3 separate regions of the Danio rerio genome follow, and all the other regions are linked to region 3. The links are chromatin contacts, called in public Hi-C maps. All regions are on one chromosome and are shown on one strand. The core of a region is the stretch at or near the end of the contact, and the rest is flanking DNA. Distances in the headings are between cores, read along the strand shown.

The links. A called contact is a pair of places that touch in the nucleus more often than the background predicts.
Region 1: a contact with region 3 is called in a Hi-C map of an unstated tissue, with 4 times the contacts expected there. The contact joins the promoter of calm2a here to the promoter of prkceb in region 3. A contact is called at or near these places in 2 of 18 Hi-C or Micro-C datasets (caudal fin and an unstated tissue).
Region 2: a contact with region 3 is called in a Hi-C map of hematopoietic stem cells, with 6 times the contacts expected there. The contact joins the promoter of dhx57 here to the promoter of prkceb in region 3. A contact is called at or near these places in 3 of 18 Hi-C or Micro-C datasets (caudal fin, hematopoietic stem cells and an unstated tissue) and 1 of 4 datasets of contacts at active chromatin or transcription factors (embryo).

Annotation. Positions count from the first base shown.
Region 1 is chr13:9,160,601-9,164,806 of GRCz12tu, forward strand. It overlaps calm2a (calmodulin 2a (phosphorylase kinase, delta)), which reads right to left and starts at 2,427. Exons shown (of 6, transcript NM_199996.2): 1 at 2,380-2,427; 2 at 1,370-1,400. The coding sequence starts at 2,382.
Region 2 is chr13:8,717,375-8,721,450 of GRCz12tu, forward strand. It overlaps dhx57 (DEAH (Asp-Glu-Ala-Asp/His) box polypeptide 57), which reads right to left and starts at 1,294. Exons shown (of 23, transcript XM_021480720.3): 1 at 1,188-1,294; 2 at 460-927; 3 at 1-128. The coding sequence starts at 866.
Region 3 is chr13:8,969,184-8,973,195 of GRCz12tu, forward strand. prkceb (protein kinase C, epsilon b) reads right to left here and starts at 2,012. Exons shown (of 15, transcript XM_021472628.3): 1 at 1,090-2,012. The coding sequence starts at 1,437.

The DNA of each region.
Region 1 (4,206 bases), core at 1,177-3,676, 190 kb after region 3:
AGGTTGCGAATTAAGTTTAATGTTTATCTTAAATTTAGAGATCCCTATACCTATAGACAACGATAGAAATCAACAGCAAAATTTAAGATATTAAACAGCAGTGTTCATACTCATAACAAACACAATTCAAAGAGTCACTGCACTGGGAGACTCCACATATATACACACACATGTTGCTTCACCAGTCAGTAATTACCAGATTATTATCCAGGGGACATACGAGTAGAACATGTGGCACCCCTATACTCAAACAATAGTCTACAAAAGCACAACATATCAGTCCCTCGAAGAGAAATTGGCAAGTAAAACGCTACTGGCCGCTATAATGGCCAGTTCTTGCAAATCTTAAATCTTACCCTGCTTACATGTTGCCTTTGGAAACTCACTGAACAATATGAACAACTAATACTGTGACACCATTGAGCTGATATAGGATCTAGAGTGAGGAGCAGCCAGTTTGGAAACACTACTGTGACCTCATAAATTCTCCAGGGAAACACAAATTAGTGACTAGGTCTCGATGGATAAACCACTGTGACCTCACTGTCACTATGGAGACCGACCACAATGGCCTTAATGTGCTGGAGAAAATGAAAGAAATCTTTCTTTCGACAGCGTTTAAAAGGCTAAACTTGCAGGCTGATCTTTGACCAGTATAAATGTCAACCTCAAAGCACCAAACATTATATACATACATACATATATATATACATATACATACACATATATATATATATACACACATATATATATATATATATATATATATACACATACATATACATATACACATACACATATAAATATATATTTATATATATATATATATATATATATATATAAATATATATATATATATAAATAAAATAATACATTTAAAACATGAGCCACTAAAATGACCAGAATCCAAAACAATGTGTTCTAACAAAAGCAGCAATATCACACTCTAAGAATCCAAGCATATAATGATATGTCAATAAAACTAGTTTCTGCATTGTCGGGTCATAACTAGACCCATGCCAGTGGTCAAACAAACATTAACTTCATGCCAAAGCCACTAGGATGTTCAGTCCAACAGGGGACACACCCTTGTTCCTCAGTGCCTGCAGTTACTAACTCTCCCGAACAAGAGAAGGATGTGTTCATTGAAAACTACAATTAGCCATAGGAATTATTCATTGATTTGGTTTTAAATCCTGGTCTTAGTTGCTTCCCTCCACAACAACCCGTCCAATCATTAGGAAAAAGGTCCACAGCAAGACTCAGGGCTCGCCATAAAAGGAAATAATATAAATCCATGGAGAGGGGGGGCTGAGAAGAGGGGAAAACCATGGGAATCCACACCACCAGCCACGTGCCAATGTCTTACCGGCGATCTGCTCTTCTGTCAACTGGTCAGCCTGCAAATGAGAAAATGAAAGATGTACAATGAAAATAATAATTTCAAGCACTGGGAGATCCAATTATTTTTGGAACGGACTACTGGAAAACCTATACTGATCAACCATGCTTCTTAAAAGTTAATACAGATGCAGATGATGATTTATAAATGTGGACTTTATAAATGAGACTCACTTAGATTTTCATTTATATTCATAATGTATCCTTAAAGAATACGTTCCTTTATGAGGATAATATTAGATGAAAGTAAACAGCAGGTACTTTATGCGTTCTAAAGAAATGGCAACAAGTCGGATGGTTTTGCAACAACGAGAGTGAACAAAATATCATAATTGTCATTCTGGCGTTTACTATTAGTTTGATATTAAACGCAGAAGGTGGCGCAGTGCCTCTCCATCGCTCTTAAAAGTCTTTGTGCAGCTATATTCATGAGGGGAACACTAAATTAAAGGACAGACGTCCACGATGCTTTTCATACCAAAGTTAGATAACGAGCACATATTCAAAACTGAGCTCTTGCAAAAGAAATGCGCCATAAATGAGATCCCCGTTAAAACGTTTTCGCTATCATTTAAGCTTTTCAAAGTTGATGCTTTAACATACTCACGTTGCAGAAAAAAAGCTAATATTTAACTGATATTCTATGCATGAAATTATTAACGTTACGCATAAAAATACAAACAAAATAATACCTATTAAACCACATCACTGCCATAACGTTACGTTACATTCAATCTATAACGTTAAGTTACATACACACACACACACACACACACACAATATATATATATATATATATATATATATATATATATATATATATATATATATATATATATATATATCATGCATATATTCATTATCAACGAACTGTATGCTGAATGTAACGCACATTATTGAATATAACTTACGCTGGCTACAATTATAAGTGCATTTGCACCAGATAAACAGTAATGGTAATTTAACGGTTTTACTCACCATCGCGCTGTTTTAGCAGATGTATTTCCACACAGAACAACAGTGCACAGCTGGCAAACAAACAGGATGCAATCACACAGGGCTTGACGCGCCTTTAATGGTCGCTTATAAACTCCTCCCCCTGCATTTCTCCATCCGCCACCACACTTCCTTGCCTATCATAAACGATCGTCAAACATGACTTAGTTGTGATAAATGAACGTGCGATACAAAATACCGTAGACGTTTTAAAATAGCGATCCATTCATATTGCTAAGATATGGTATATGCAGGAAAGAGGAACCTGTTATAGTGGAACTATCAAACCAGCGGAGACATACATTCTGCTAAAATGTGATGCGTCAAACGCAGAACTGTACGTTATGGCTAAGGAAAACTGCTTCTGATTGGTCTATTTGTACCCGCAATGCGTCACTCGCTACGATCCGAGTAGAGCTGCATTCCCAGGCAGACTCACTCACTACACATCAGGGTTAAAAATTAACCAGGGCTCGTGGCAGGAATGCAATAGAAAGTGACGAATTTTATCAACTATTTAGGATTTTAAGGCAAAAATATGCCCATCTATTGCAGTCTCCATTTGTACATATTTTATTTAATTTGATATAGACTTATTTATTGTATAGGCTGTTTAGTTTTACAGCTTGAAACAACCTTGATAACTGACATAATAAAGCCTATACCTAGTAGTTTATATATACATATATATATATATATATATATATATATATATATATATATATATATATATATATATATATATATATATGTATATATATATATATATATATATATATATATATATATAAATACTAGTATTTTGTGATGATATGCATTAAGCGTTAGGTGATCAAGAAGTAGGCTAAATGTTGTCGTTTTGATGATGATGATGAATGTGATGCCACCTTAGCAAATAGGCTTGAGCAATTAATTAATACTTGATAGCCAGCGCATTCAGCACTGTGAGAACCAATATAATAGTTTTATTTATATGACCGGTAAACCCATTGAAGCCACTAATCTGAATATGTTAAAACAACAATAAACAGAAAGATAGCAAAATTCAGAGACGGAGCATATAGACTGATCATTATGCGAAATTTCAATGTGATCAGCAAAATAAAACAAATGAGTGACCCATCCCACTCCTTTAAAAGAATTTGACCATTAGTTTTGCAGTGAAATCCACTAATATCTTTATCTGATTTTTTTGGCATGGCTGGCCTATGAATAGAGGTAAAGTTACCTCTAAAGTTATGTTTTATACTGGCATATTCATTTAGTGACAACTTGTGACACACTCCCTATATTGTTTACCACAGTACTTTGAATATTCGGTCTGAACCTGCAAGTATGACTTGAAAACAACCTCAACACTGTTTATTTGACTGTGAACAATGTTGTACTTTGATAGTCATTGGCTGCTTATATTATTTTGCTATTTAGAGTTTGCAAATAATACTTTTATGGAATTATATTATTAAGGGGAAAGTCCAAGTGTACCAATATAAAACCAACTTTACCTCTATGTCCTTTGGCAAGCTTTACAGAATGGTTGCCTTGATGTAAAATTTGGCTTAATTGCAATTACACCAAGTAGTTAGTAGTATATAAGACTAATAGCTCCTCATAACAAGTTATAACCCTGTGACTGATAGAGGTAAAGTTGGTTTTATATTCAGATATTCAGACATTCTCCTTAAAAACATAATTTCAGAAAAGTTTTCTTTGCAAATTCTAAATAGAAAAATCATATTAGCCAGTGATCATCAAAGTACAACATTGTTCACAGTCAATTAGATAGTGTTAATGCTGTTTTGAAGTCAT
Region 2 (4,076 bases), core at 44-2,543, 250 kb before region 3:
TCCAGTCATCAGTCTCCGCATATTCTACTCCATCATCATGGGTTATCCAGTACTGACCTTCCTCTCGATGGTCCAGCTCATCATACTCCTCATCCTCTTCCTCCTCTCCACCTTCATAATCAGAGCCACTACATGACAAGAACACATTATTCAGCATTAAAAACTATGTAAACCAATATAAATGTCTGTTTGAGGAGTTGAGTGTAACTAGATAATAATACATGTTGCTATTGTTTTTTTTAATTTGATTAGAACATTTTGAATGCTTTGTTGGCTAAATAGACGAAACCAAAAATGTAATAGCCAATCATAGATTCTATTCAAACCAAATTTTGTAATGTTTTGATAGATCTTGAAATTAGTTGTTCGCATTGTGTTTTAAAATGAATGAATTATATGAACATAAAACTACTAAATAAATGGTGACTGCTGTTTCTATAGAAGCAAACACAAGTTCACCTGTTAGGGGTTTGATACTCCTGATTCTGAAGTTCCCGAAGAAGTTCTTTGACCTGTAGTTTGTTCTCTGACGTCATGTGAATCTTCTGCAAGGGAAGAGGCACTTGTTCTGATCTAAACCTGGATCTCTTCTCCTCGTCATCATCGTGTTTTCTAGGTAGTCCCAGAGATCTTCCTCTGCCTCTTCCACCCTGAGCCCCGCGGACACCTCCACCTCTCGAACCTCTAGAGGAGGGAGGCTTGAATGAGCGACTGGGACCAAAATCCAGGCTGAAATCATCTCCATCATCCCAGCCTCCACTGGCAAATTTCTTGCCTCCACCTCCACCACCTCCTCCTCTACCTCCCCTGGGTTTATTAAACCGACCTCCACCCCGATTGGGTTTGCTCCTTCTCCTTCCACTCATGACTTCAGCTACCTTTTAGAGCATCCATGAATCACATAAATCAAGTGCTTTGAAGCACTTCCTGAAAAACATTATGTACAAAAGCAGCTTTTTAACAATTAAGAATATGTTTCTCATTTGAATTTCTTATCTGCCTTGATTTTATGTTGATGAAGATTGCAAGCATAAACAAATGTTCAAACGTGAAAACACAGTGACTCAACGTGTTATGAGTTATGATGACGTTTAAACGGTCACGTTAGTACATTACCGGCAGACTAACGTTACAAGTACAACAGCAGTTCAACTTATAATGGTAATTGACAATGAAACCCAACTCACAAAACAAATTGAAGTTATACACGAATCTCTTGCTGTACAGTTACAGCTACTTTGGTATGATTGTGAAAATGAAAGGTGGAATTTTGCAGCAAGTGGAGTGCTTCAACAGGAAACATGCTTCGTTTTCAAAATAAAGGTGTTTTGTTACAAAATAAAAGCTTTAAGTCTTTGAATTATCTTCGCTGCTGTATTTTGAAATGAATAACCGAAATTTCACATAAATTCTCTAAAGATACCATTCACATACTTAGAACTATATAAAGTTTCCTCTGTCTTCAAAAACTAAAGAAGTTCAAATTAAAAGGATATTGCCGTCAAGTGAAAATAAAAGAATTAGATTTAAATTTGAGTCTATTAATGTATGTTACACAACAAATCATTTGTTTTTGTTTTTTCAATGTATGTTTGTGGATGCATTATGGTCAGATGTTTATGACAGTCTTTACTCAAAGATTCCACACCTCAGGATCTTTAATGTAAATTACATCATTTACACACACATATATATATATGTGAAAATACTAGTGTTTTCTTTCCTATCTTCATAGCAGGGTTATTTTATATTGAAGAATAGCCTTGTTTTTAATGGAACAAATAAAATATCTTATGTTCTTTTTTCCAGACCTGCTGTGAGTGTTCCAATATAGGGTTAACTTCCCCATCCATAATAAATTGTAAAGATTTCTGAGATAGAGCATCAATAACACTGAATGGGAAAGTCAGAGTTTTCTCTATTTTCATCCAGCTTATACCCTCTACATTACCATAGTTTTACTTTTTTTTTTTTTTTTTTTTACAGTTAAGTGTAAATCTTATTTTTAGGCCATGACTATACAATGTTAAGCAGTTAAGTTGAGCTGTATGTGAAATGACTGAACCTGAACTAGGTGGGTTGTATTTAAAAATAGCCATAAAGGTCATTCAGCTTCCTCGCGGCTATTGCATTTGGTCATAAATTAAGGCATATAGCGTACTATAAGATCAATTTGTATATTCTGGTTATATTTGCATCACACATTTATCTCTACATTTATTTCGTTTCTACTCTTTTAATAGTCTATTTTGTCACTTCCACTCTTGAATTATCATTAGCTTGCTAAAAAAGAACATCAATAAGTAATACTTGCTGGCAGCTATAGCTCTCTGCAACTCTCACATGATCGCCCGCTGAAGCTAAGCAGGTCTGCGCCTGGTCAGTACCTGGATAGGAGACCACATGGGAAAGCTAGGTTGCAGCTGGAAGTAGGGTTAGTGAAGCCAGCAGTGGGCGCTCAACCTGCTCTGTGTGGGTCCTAATGCCCCAGTATAGTGACGGGGACTCTAAACTGCTCAGTGAGCGCTGTCTTTCGGATGAGACTTTAAACTGAGGTCCCGACTCTCTGTGGTCGTTAAAAATCCCAGGATGTCCTTTGAAAAGAGTTGGGGTTTCACCCTGGCATCCTGGCCAAATCTGCCCACTGGCCTCTCTCCATCATGGCCTCCTAACCCTCCCCATATCATAATTGGCTTTAGCACTTAGACTGTCTTCTCTCCACCAATCAGCTGGTGTGGGGTCTGGCGTAAGGAATTATCATTATGCTTTAAAACATAAAAGCACATTGTTGCTTCGTCCACCACTGGCCTTTTGGATAACTAAGTGCCCCAAATAAAATGTCCTGCAGTTTTGAATTGCATCTGTAAAATGTATAGCCTGTATTGTATTGCACAGCCCAATCATAGAGGACTCACAACATTAAAAATATATAGGTTCAGCCGTCTAGAAAAGTGTCATCATGTTACATATGAGCAAGGAATTCAGTGTCTTGCATAAAAGCTGTTTTTTTTTCTTCCTAGTGTCTCAACATGCTGCCAAACACTGCTAGCACTGCTCTAGCTCACTGCACTCCACTATTCGTAATGGTCCAATTACATTAGATAGACAGCTTTAGTAAAAGCTCTCTCAGAGGTTGCTGAGTTCACAGAATCAAGTCTTTTCAGTCCAGCAAATTATTTGTGAGTCATTTGTCATTTCTGAGTATTCTGGGTCTTTTAATCTCTGCTCATTTTCTACGCTCACAGCTTTAAATTACTTCTTTAAAGGTTTATTACATTACAGAACGACTTCTGCTGTTGTGTAAATGTTCTGAATTTCTTAATATAAACATTATACAAAACCGTCAGTAATTTTGACTCAAATTTTGATATTAAATAGTTCTCCCATATTATGAACTTTGAATCTGATCACATTTATAGCCTAACAAGGTACATCAGACCCAAGTCTAATGCAAAATGTGTGTTTTAGATCAAATATGAAACTATAACATGACTAAATTCATGTTTACTCTGAGTTTACTGATCATAATGGTCTGCAGGTGCTTGATGGTAGCAGTTTTAGACTTGAACAACCTTCATGTCGACAGATGGGGGAGCTAGTTAACCAGAAGAGGTTGGCTGACTGATGCCAGACCAGATGAACTAACAGCACTACATAGATGAAGTCAGAATTATTAGCCCCCCTGAATTATTTGCCCCTCTGTTTATTTTTCTTCTTCTTCAATTTCTGTTCAACAGAGAGATTTTTTTTTTAAACACATTTCTAAACATAATAGTTTAATAACTCATTTCTAATAACTGATTTAATTTATCTTCGCCATGATGACAGTAAATAATATTTCACTAGATATTTTTCAAGACACTTCTATACAGCTTAAAGTGACATTTAAATGCTTAACTAGGTTAATTAGGTATATATATATATATATATATATATATATATATATATATATATATATATATATATATATATATATATATATATATATATATATATATATATATATATATATATATATATATTTGTTTTAAAGGCTAAAAGTCTTATTTTGGTGGTACATTAAGAGAGGTCATTCT
Region 3 (4,012 bases), core at 762-3,261:
AATAAATCTAATAATTCAGGGGGGCTAATAATTCTTACTTCAACTGTATATATATATATATATATATATATATATATATATATATATATATATATATATATATATATATATATATATATATATATATATATATATTTATTTATTATTTTTTTATTTTTTTATTTATAATAATTTAATAATTTAACAATAATGTAGTAATAAAATATATGGCTGCATGGTGGCGCAGTGGGTAGCACAATTGCCTCACAGCAAGAAGGTCACTGGTTTGAGCCTCGGCTGGGTCAGTTGGCATTTCTGTGTGGAGTTTGCATGCTCTCCCCGTGTTCGTGTGGGTTTCCTCCGGGTGCTCCGGTTTCCCCACAGTCCAAAGACATGCGCTATAAGTTAGGTGAATTGGGTTAGCTAAATTGTCTGTAGTGTGTGTGTGTGTGTGTGTGTGAATGAGTGTATGTTTCCCAGTGATGGGTTGCACCTGGAAAGGCATCTGCTGCGCAAAACAAATGAAAAAAATGAACAATGTAATATAATATAATGCTAATATCTATGCTTTTCACCCCTTTACTTATGTTTGTGTTTTGTTGTTTGTTGTCTTGTGGATGTTGTGTAAACTTGTGTTTGGTTTTGTCTTTTGTTATTTAGATGTCCCACATGTTGTCATGTGTTGATGTACCGCCCCATGCTCGCACTGGAAAGTCGTAGCAGCTCATGGTTGTTATGGTAACCCATTTCCGGTTAATGCGAATTCCTTTTGCTAGCATTTTGGCCACAGGTGTTGCCATCTCTGATAAGTTATAACCTAACTTTTGTGGTAACTGAAACATTTACTAGCACTGAATGTGTTATAACAATGAATAACCTCAGTTTAAACCATTGACTGTTATGGAACATGAACAATTTCTGATCTTAGCAGACATTGTGATTAGCTGTAACAAAGTCCCTTGAAGGATTTATGTATTCTATAGTGGTTGTAGCTCTGCTGGTTTGTGGGATATTATAGCAAATAATGACCAGGAAAGACCAATTATTTCCAATCACAGCAAGCTATTTCTAACAGCTTTGGGGCACTAAATAAACAATAAATGACATTACCCAGTCCTCGAAGTGTTTGCTGCCGTTATGCAGCAGTTCCTCGAACTGAATGGTGCAGTTGGCCACAAAGTCGTCGTAGCCAATCGGTGCATCATGAAACACCGACAGCTCAATCTTCCGTCCATCGTGCACCTCCGTCACTAACTCATCGTGCCAGGCGGGACTGTTGGTCTTCTGCTTGGTCGAAGTCTGACCCACGCGAAAGTCGTCTACGTTGAGGGCGATGTACGTGTCTAGCAGAAAGGTTTGAGTCTTGGGTCCGACGGCGTGTCTCAAAGACCAAGCTGTGGGCTTTAGGTCCAAAGCCTCGCAGATTTTTATTTTCAACAGACCGTTAAAAACCACCATGGCCACTTTCGAGAGCTTTAGTAACAATATTCCACTTCAGCGCCTGGTTAATTATTTAACCAGTGTATGTCACGGTTCACCGGTGTGTTTTCAAGATTGTTTTTATTTATGAGATAGCGGGAAATGCCCTTCCTCGTCCGCGTGGATCTTCATGCAGTGTGTAGAAGGTAGAGGGGATCTGTTGCTATGACCTACGGACAACCTGCATGTGATCTTGAAGCTGTCCAAACACCCTGCATGCAGTCAGCAATCCAAGTTGGAGCGAAAAGACAGAGCTACAGCGTATCAGCAGCGACTCGACCAGCATTCCACACCTCAAAACATGCCAGAAATATATGCTGGATCTCCTCTGGGTGAGCTGCCCGTTCCATCGACTGGCTGGAACGCTTGACGTGTCTCCTCCGCGCATTGGGAGGAAAGTTATCTCCGCAAAAGCGTCTTTCGATGCGCTTCTGACAGGAGAATGAGTGTTTTCAAGGGTTCCGTTCTCACTTGCTTCTCCCAGGATCCTTGTTTGTCCGTCGGTACTCAGTTTCCTGCAGACCTGCCTCTTTTTCTCCCGACTGTATGTGTCTGAAGGCTGGTCCAGGAAATGCGCAAAACACGTCAGTTAGTGCGCGGAGAGGGCTGAGTAAGTGCGGTACTGGAGCGGCCCTGTTGGACCCGACGCTGCTGCTACTCTCTGGTCAAGCATCATACACAGGCTTAAAGATGAAGAAGGAACATGGAGACCATATGTGAATAATGCACCTTGCCCAAAGGCATAAAACGCAGATAAGACGACTACAGACCGCGTGAACGCCGTTTGTTTCTTAATCACTATATCTTAATACAATTTTAGCCTATAAGCCTATAATTTGTGAATATTCGGAAAGGCTGGTTTGTACACTGTAACACGTTGGAATTCGTTAGGGTGTGATCCTCAGATGTTTCAGTGCTGTACTATGACTCCAGCTGCACTGTAAATGATCTACAAATGCTCCACTAATTTTATTCTAGAAAACTCGAGTTAATACTCTAATAAAACAAAAAAAGTTGATTGTTTTGAGCAAATTATGCAAACATGTTGATGTTAGTGTGTAGTTGCAAAAAGAAAAGACAAAAAAACTTAATTTATATACCATTTTCTATGTACATGTAATTAAATCTACAGTAGGATGTGAGTTAAAAAAATAACACTGAAATACTTGATCTGAAGAAAGGCTTCGGACACAGACACAGAGCTGTGGACAACGGTATACTTGGTAATGTAATACATTAGAGATCCACTTTTTCAAAAATAAGTCAAGCAAAAGCGACATCTCGTGGTTGGAATTTCCATTTCAACGCCAAGCCTAGTGGGTCATGTATGATGATAGAAAATAATTATTGAAAAAATAGTAGCCTACTAATTCGCACTGTCTGTTCCACCATTCATTTAATATTAAAAGTGCCGGGGAAATGGCGCTTGAAAGCACATACATTTTAAAAGCATGTTTTATAAACTCGTCTCTATTCATCTCTTGCCTTTGTCTTCTAAAATAGAAAAAAAAACTATTTAGCAAAAATGTTTTATAAAATAAGACTGCTGAGCTTTATTTCGTCATTTTAACAACTAATAACGATTAATATTTAATTATATTATGCAAGCCGTGAAATCCAGTAGATGGCAGTGTCTTTACAGGAGTATTGGCTGGAAATATTGGCATCTTAATACTTTACTGTACTTTCAAAATTGTTAACACTTTTTTTGCATTTGTTGCATGATTAATATGTTAATAAGAGCATAATTCAGTACATACGTAATCTCAAGACTACAAAATAAATCAAATACATTATGTAAAACTATTAGAGACAAAAAATGCATCTTGATATAGTGTTAAATGTGACTAGATTCAATATATTTTTCAAATATTGTTTAAAAATAAACACCATTATTTCTGCATGCTTTAATACAAATATTTTAACTAATATTATCTTGTAACACAACAACATGTAAAGCACAATTAGTCTAATGTTTAAAGCTTTTTACTATTCACTTATATATATATATATATATATATATATATATATATATATATATATATATATATATATATATATATATATGTGTGTGTGTGTGTGTGTGTGTGTGTGTGTGTGTGTGTGTGTGTGTGTGCATGTGTGCATGCGTGTGTGTGTGTGTGTGCAGTTGAAGTCAGAATTATTAGCCCCCCTTTGTTTTTGTTTTTTCTTTTTTAAATATTTCCCAAATGATGTTTAACAGAACAAGGGAATTTTCACAGTACCAGATAATATTTTTTCTTCTGAAGAAAGTCTTGTTTGTTTTATTTCGGCTAGAATAAAAGCTGTTAATAATTTTTAAAGCTCCATTTTAAGGACAAAATTATTAGCCCCTTTGAGCTATATTTCATTCGATAGTCTACAGAACAAACCATCGTTATACAATAACTTGCCTAATTACCCTAACCTGCCTAGTTAACCTAATTAACCAAGTTAAGCCTAGTAAAATATTATTTTTATTAAGATAAAATAAAACAGTTATTAGAAATGAGTTATTAAAATTATTATTATGTTTAAAAATGTGTTGAAAACA